Regions from separate parts of the Zea mays genome. Here region 1 is linked to region 2. Evidence: chromatin contacts called from public Hi-C data. All regions are on one chromosome and are shown on one strand. Each heading gives the region's core, a stretch centred on a gene start, on an enhancer-like site or on the middle of the called end of the contact. The rest is flanking DNA. Distances are from core to core; before and after follow the strand shown.

Evidence for each region. Hi-C and Micro-C count contacts between places; a contact is called where the count stands out from the background.
Region 1: a contact with region 2 is called in a Hi-C map of leaf, with 2.0 times the contacts expected there. The contact joins two enhancer-like sites. A contact is called at or near these places in 7 of 25 Hi-C or Micro-C datasets (bundle sheath, leaf, root tip and 2 more) and 1 of 3 datasets of contacts at active chromatin or transcription factors (leaf).

Annotation. Positions count from the first base shown.
Region 1 is chr2:185,382,003-185,385,295 of Zm-B73-REFERENCE-NAM-5.0, forward strand. No RefSeq gene overlaps it. Among protein-coding and RNA genes, the nearest start is that of LOC103647424, 16 kb to the left of the region's middle. Within about 2 kb of position 1,994, at least 13 of the 20 cell types and tissues checked have an H3K27ac peak or open chromatin away from gene starts, as enhancers often do. A contact at or near this core is called in leaf, where this site is marked.
Region 2 is chr2:185,130,294-185,133,918 of Zm-B73-REFERENCE-NAM-5.0, forward strand. No RefSeq gene overlaps it. Among protein-coding and RNA genes, the nearest start is that of LOC111591061, 6.3 kb to the left of the region's middle. Within about 2 kb of position 2,083, at least 6 of the 20 cell types and tissues checked have an H3K27ac peak or open chromatin away from gene starts, as enhancers often do. A contact at or near this core is called in leaf, where this site is marked.

The DNA of each region.
Region 1 (3,293 bases), core at 744-3,243, 250 kb after region 2:
GCAGTCAGAGGTTTAAAATGGATCAATAGTATATTTGTGTAAACAAAAAAAGGACACTGCTCATGGGGTTATTTCATTAGACACTAAACCAAAACCATTTTGTCTTGTGAATTGTACTTCTGTAGGGGGCACGTTCATGGACATTAGAGTTAACTGATGTCTGGTCTGGTATCAAGGAAGAGATGTTTTTAACTGTGTTTACGCTAATCAAGTTAATGAATTTGGTACATGTCATAACATCTAAGCCTTTGTAAGTTTGAATATTCACTTGTGACTTAATCAGCTACTTATAGCTTTTATTAGGCTGTATATTGCTCAGTCCTGTAAGTTTGGTGTTACACATTGCACATTTGCTTTAAACCAATGGATTTTCTATCAATAAGAAAAACTAGGAAAAAGTAGTTGTGATTCTGATAATTTTGAACGGCCATACTTGGGATAAAGTTTGAATGTTTTCTCTTTTCTTACCAAAGTTTCTAACATAGCATTTTCACATTTCTTCCATGGTATACAGTTTGCTGCAGGAATCCACAAACTGAGTCTTTTCTTCGGCTTCTGGAACTCCCATCCTCGTAGGCATCCACATTCGAGGATGGTGCACGGTTCTAATAATGCCTTGTCTGTTCTAATGCCTTGTCTGTTCTAATGCCTTGCCTGTTGGGAGTGCTCTGTAATTCCAAGGGTGAAATCTATTGGCCTCTGAATTTGATTTGAGTTAAGAAGATTTTACAAAAATGAGTGAATAACGAACCTGTTCCTGAGGTTCTAAAACTATAGTAGTACTGTTTGTTTTTTATTGAGTATCTACTAATCTCTACTACCCTTTAAGTCTCTATTGTAGGTGTCCACATCCGTGCGCCAGTTCTGCCACCGCGTGTATGCCATTCTCAGTCGCCTCCACCAGGAACTGGCAACCAGCGCCGATGAGGAGGAGGAGCGCGGAGTAGAGGGGCTCCGGCGACCGCGTCGGAGATGGCGGTGAGCCACAGTGCGGGGATGCTCATGTCCACCTCCATCAACGGGGTCAAGCTCTACTCGCTCATACGTACGAGGAGAGTTCCTCCATAGACAAAGATGAAAAAAAGACCTTGTATTTGATAGAATGTGTTGATCCATTCCTAAACCGAATAGAAATGTGAGGTCGGTTGTGATTAATCTTTTGATCTTAGGTAAGGTCAAGGTTCTACCGGGCTGCTCGTTGTTCCAGGATTGTGTAGCTGTTGTAGCTCCAATTGAGAAATATTATCAGTATTAAGCTGCTTTGATTGTTGCCTGGTCTATTGCTTGTATGTAGCATGCATCTCCACGGAGATCCAAGTTGTTATGCTTTGAGCTATTGCATCAAGAGTTTAAGATAGTCTTTATATATTTTACTAAAACTTGTGCATGTACATGGAGTGCGTGAATGAATCATCAAAGGCTATAATATCTATCTGTGTGACATATATAGAAACCATAGCAACGCACGAGTATCTAACTATAAAACATATACATCACTATTGTTTGAATTCACTAATTTTCTAAAATGATTACTATTTTAGAACATAGGGAGTAATAAATTTTGACTTCCGTGGCAACGCACGGGCATACAACTATAACACATATGTACATAAGTTATCGTGTTATTATACGGTTCCGTTGCAACGCACGGGCATTCACCTAGTTATCATTATATGTCAGTTAACACGCAAACGGATTGAAGTCGTTAAGGAAAGGTTGCACCTTTTGTTGGCCTTTTCCCCAATTATACACACACGCGACTTGTAGGAGCGGAGAGAGAGGTCTACGTACAGCTGAACTGAATGCCAGCATTGGCGTTTCGCCCGGCGATCTGACAGCTGATCGAGGTACTCCGCAGCGAGTCTACCACGCCATCTATCTACGTCCAGTCAATTTAGGCTCAAATGACAATCGGACATGTCGCTGTACATGGGACCATGGCTATTTGGCATTTTGGCTGGCCCCGACGAATTGCAGTGCGACACCGCCGGTGTCCCAACCTGCTGCGCTGGTGGTACCGCTGGTTTCATGGGTAATAGGGTTAGGCTTGCTTTGTCACGGGCCGCGCGCAGACCCGGTTTTATGATTTTGAGGCCACAGACGAACTGATCATGGTAGACCCTCTAGAATATATAAAAAATTCTATGATATGCAGCGAAGTAGATTAGTACTTTATATATAAATGATTATGTGTATTGAAATTGGTTTTTAAAATATCTAAGACGTTAGATAATATACATCGGTGCAGATTAGCACTTCGCAAGTTGAGGAATAATAACGACGGCAATAGAATGACAAGAATCCTGATTGCTCGACCGTGCATGCCTGGAGGCTGGAGCAGTGGCGCCCAGCGCCCTCGAATCCTGGAGGACTGAATTGATGAGATGACAAACGGCGATCACGTGGAGGGTATGGTCGCACAGACGCGCGACGATGTGAGCGTGATGACTGGGCAGTGGGCAACACGTGTCGCGTGGTTCATGTGCACAGCCCTACCGGCTTGTTAGCTATCTATACTATTTTACTACTAGTATATAGCCCGTGCTAATGCTACGTTCCTAAGAAGGGGAAGAGTGGGGTGAACGACGACGGTGGTGGCACGAGGGGAGGGGTTGACAGCGGTGTGGACGTGAGGAGGGGAGGGCTGAAGGATGATCCAAATGATATTGTTAATTAGATTTGAGTGAGCAAGAGAGATGATGTTATACAACGATATGAACCGTTGATTTTGATGTTGTGTTAAGTATGGGTGCAGTTTGTTTGTTGGATTTAATAAAGATTATGGATGTGTGGATTATTTGGTTGGATGAGTTTTGTAAATTATAAACTAGTGTATTATATTGTGATATAAATATAAAATATTGAGCCTCTATTACTTTTGGGCCTTCGGCCGTCGCCTCTGTTGCATGGGCTCAGGGCCGGCCCTGGCCGCGCGAGTATTAGAGCGAGTCTGATGACTTCACTAGTTCGCCCTCCATCGGTTCCAAAGCTCCTTGATGTGGAGCGCCTTTGCGAAGGCTTCACTTCAACAATTTCAAATTCGTTCTAGCTTCTTACATCCAAATAGCTCTAGCTCTACGAGCTCTAGATTTTAAAAAAAAATTAAAACTAGTGGCCACCTTTATTAAGGATGTGTTTGATTTAGCTTTTGGCTCTGGCTTTTGTCCCCTAAAAACCAAAAGCCAAACCAAAGGGATGGAATCAGTAAACAACTTTTTCTAAAAGTCGACTTTATCACAGTGTAAAACTGAAAGCATATCTGGACCTGCTTTTAGTAGCTTTCAGATAAATGT
Region 2 (3,625 bases), core at 833-3,332:
AAGGTCCATGACTTTGTAACTCTATGGTTAGCTCCCTCATCAAGTTAAAAGTTGTTCCATTGAGATCACCAGAGTATCAATTAGAAGTTGTAGAAATGTTATAAATATGGAGAGCAAATTAAACTATGTATTCAATTACGAAAAGGTACAATGTATGAGGTAGTGGACATTAACTTAAAATTGCAAGGTAGAGTATGTATTGCATAAAATGTTGTTTCTACAAAAACTTGAGCAATATTTTGGGGACGTCAGCGCGAAAGTCCATTTGGTTAACCACCACCAGATCATTGAAGCTCACATTGTAAATCCCCTCCTTACGGCATGTCTAGATCTCCATCCTACACGATACGAAGTAGTTGTAAGGGCACACAAGGAGGCATTGAATATATATATTATCAACTTGTATACAAGAGAGATGGCAAATACTTATAGAAGCCATCTTAAATGTATCCTTGAAGTCCAGCAGCACCACATTAAGGCTATTATAGAAGTTAGAATATTTTATGAGCACACCAAAATACGTATTGTTAGAGGCTAAATCCTTCGTGTACCACTCATGGAGTCCATGTATTTGTGTTGGTAAGTATTTCGCTAACTCTAGCTTCGCTAGAGGCTTGGCATGCCATAGGTGGGGAGGAGAAAACAAGCGAAAGGGGTAATCTCTCGCTACTGGCAAAAAACTATGATCCAGACCAAAGCTTTTTAGAGCCTAAAAATATTATGGGATTGGTGAAACCATGGTCTAAGATAGAGTTTTTAGGTAGGTGTGCTCGTGAACACCTTTTGGCCTAAAATACCATGGTATGCTCTCGGGTCAATTTTTGCAAAAATAGATATTAGCTATATAATTTTGTAAAAGTTGAGTAGCATGTATACAATTTATCCATGCTCAAAATGCTATTGTCCTAGGACTAGAAAATAGTTTTCCAAACAGACCCTTAGGAGTTATGCAACACTTATGAGGTGTTTGGTTTGATGAATCACTCTATCCAAAATGAAGTGGTGCATCATAGATCCATTCTTCAAATTTGGTGGGATGACTCCATTCCACATATTAGTACTAAACAACTAACTATAAAGAATAAGGTGGTGATGAATTAACTCACTCTATTCCACAAACCAAACAAAAAAGTGAGGAGTGAGAAGATGATAGACTATATCATTTCTCAAACCAAACACTACATTAATGCAGTGCAAAATAGTTCATGGCCTACTACTGTGAGACGAGACATGAAAGTTACTATTTACTATCTGATTCACCGTGGTAGAGCAGATTACTATATACTTTTTAGACACTAACGTCATTTCGTTGTATCCATCAGATAACATACTTCGGCAGTCTTAATTTATAATCTGTTTGACTTTTTAACAAAGTCGATTTATTATTTTTTTGCAGAAATTGATACAATCAAAGCTCATACTACGACATTACAATAAAAATAAATAATAATTATAAAATTTATAAAATAAAACAAGCTGATTAAATCGGTAAAAAGTCAAACAAATTATAAATTGGAATAGAGAAAGTATTAAAATAACAATAAGACGTTCTGGGTTCTGGCAGCAAGCAGAACTTGGATTGAAGTATCAAATAATCACTAATAGAAAAGAGCTCAAAGCCTGCGGCACCCATAAATTATCACTGGCGGTTTCAGACTTTCAGTTACCGCGCGCCAGTAAAAAAACCAGGTGGACCCGGCTTGGGAACCGCTACTGGCCCCTAGCACTGGCGGCACTGAAAAACGACAGTACAAACAGCTCTAGAACCGCCACTATAGAGCCTCTGTGTACTAGTGAATGGAACAGTTTAGCCTTGACTTGTGTTCTTTTTTGAATGATACGCAACTGTACTAGGAGAAAAAACAAATCTTTTTTATCCAAGTTAGGTGTATATATAAGCAATATAGATTATCTTTACTAAGTCAAATATACTTCACATACAGATAGACATCATTGCTCTTGGTTACATACACTACGTGAGAAGAGCACGTCAACGGACGGACGACGCGTCCTAGGGTCATCACAAACACGGGTTTGCTGTGTCTACCATAGCGTATTAGCGTGTCGATCTGCTGTAAGGACCGCAACCTATCACATACGTGCAAAAAACACCGCGCCTGTGATGAGCACGTATCACAGACAGTGCAAAGACAACGCGCGCCTGTGATGACAAATTAAAAAACAAAAGAAAAAAAAATTGTGGTCTTATATATATCATACATGGCATCAGATTATATATAGTAGCCAATTGCTAATTAGCAATTGACTCATGAAGTAATATCAAAAGCCATCACAAGTCCCTCCAACAAACTGCAAGTAAACGTACTTTGCTACTGGAACTAAAAAGATAAGAAGCTTAATTCATATATATCAGCAGGATCTTATCTGCTTGATTGTGTTACAGCTTGTAAGAATATCTAAAATCACTGAAAAAAACTCCATGTTAGACAAAAACCTCTGCCTTCCCCTGACTGTTTTCATCCAGATCACCACGCACTAGTTGCAGTTGTGAATATGACGTTTCTCTGAATCCAAAAATAAAAAATATAAATAAACAAAAGATGAGTAAGAGCAAACTTGAGATAAATCATCACTTCTATGATATGAAAATCTAGCCGCTCGAGATGAATAAGATTGGACCTCACATCGTTGAAGTCCAGTTTAGGAGAGGTATGGCATAATCTATGGACAGTTAACCACATAGGAAAAAGGCTACACTGAAAACTAGTGTATGAAGATTAGAATTACTCTTTTTTTAAAGGAAGCGGCAAAAGACTTGCCTCATCAATATATTAGAAGAGAAATAGATACTGAAGACTGAGCAAAAGAAAAAACAAAAAAAGAGAAAAACATACACTAACTCAATCTAACATACACTAAAACTCACAATTTGATCTTTCACCAATTGCATACACTAAAACTCACAATTTGATCTTTCACCAATTGCATAACCTGGATAGCAGATCTTTGAAGTCTATGAAAGATTCTGTTATTTCTTTCTAACCATATATTCCACCAGAAAGAGATGAGGAGTCCATCGAAAATCTTCTTTGACTCCTTGCAGCAACGATTCCTTAATCTCTTCCACCAATCATACAACTACAACGACCCGGGGTTAGAAACGACACTTAGAAAGAACAGATTGGCCCAAGATAGGATCATGTTCCAAACCTCTACAAAAACGGGCAGTCTTTGCCTAAATGAGGCATAGTTTCTTGTGATAAGTTGCAAAGACAACAAATTGGATTGCAAGGCCATCCTCGCTTTTGTAGGTTGTCTGCAGTCAAAATTATGTTATACAACATGGTCCATACGAAAAAACGACATTTTGGCTCAATTCTCGCTTTCCATATAGGAGAAATTTTGATTTTACAAAAATTCGTTGTGAACTGAATTTTGTATGCACTACTTGAACTGTAACTCCACCTCCATAAAATAGTATCGTCGAGATCATTGAGTGCTGTTGATACCTTGCCGGAGGGAAATGAATTCTTTTATCTCTTCCTCATGTGTGTAAGGAGAACAAAAGTGCATCCAGCGATTATTTGTAAGGGCTTGGCATGCTTTCATGAATAAGGTTGGCGCAATGTTCTTTAGCGCCTGACCACTACAGAACACTGTGCTC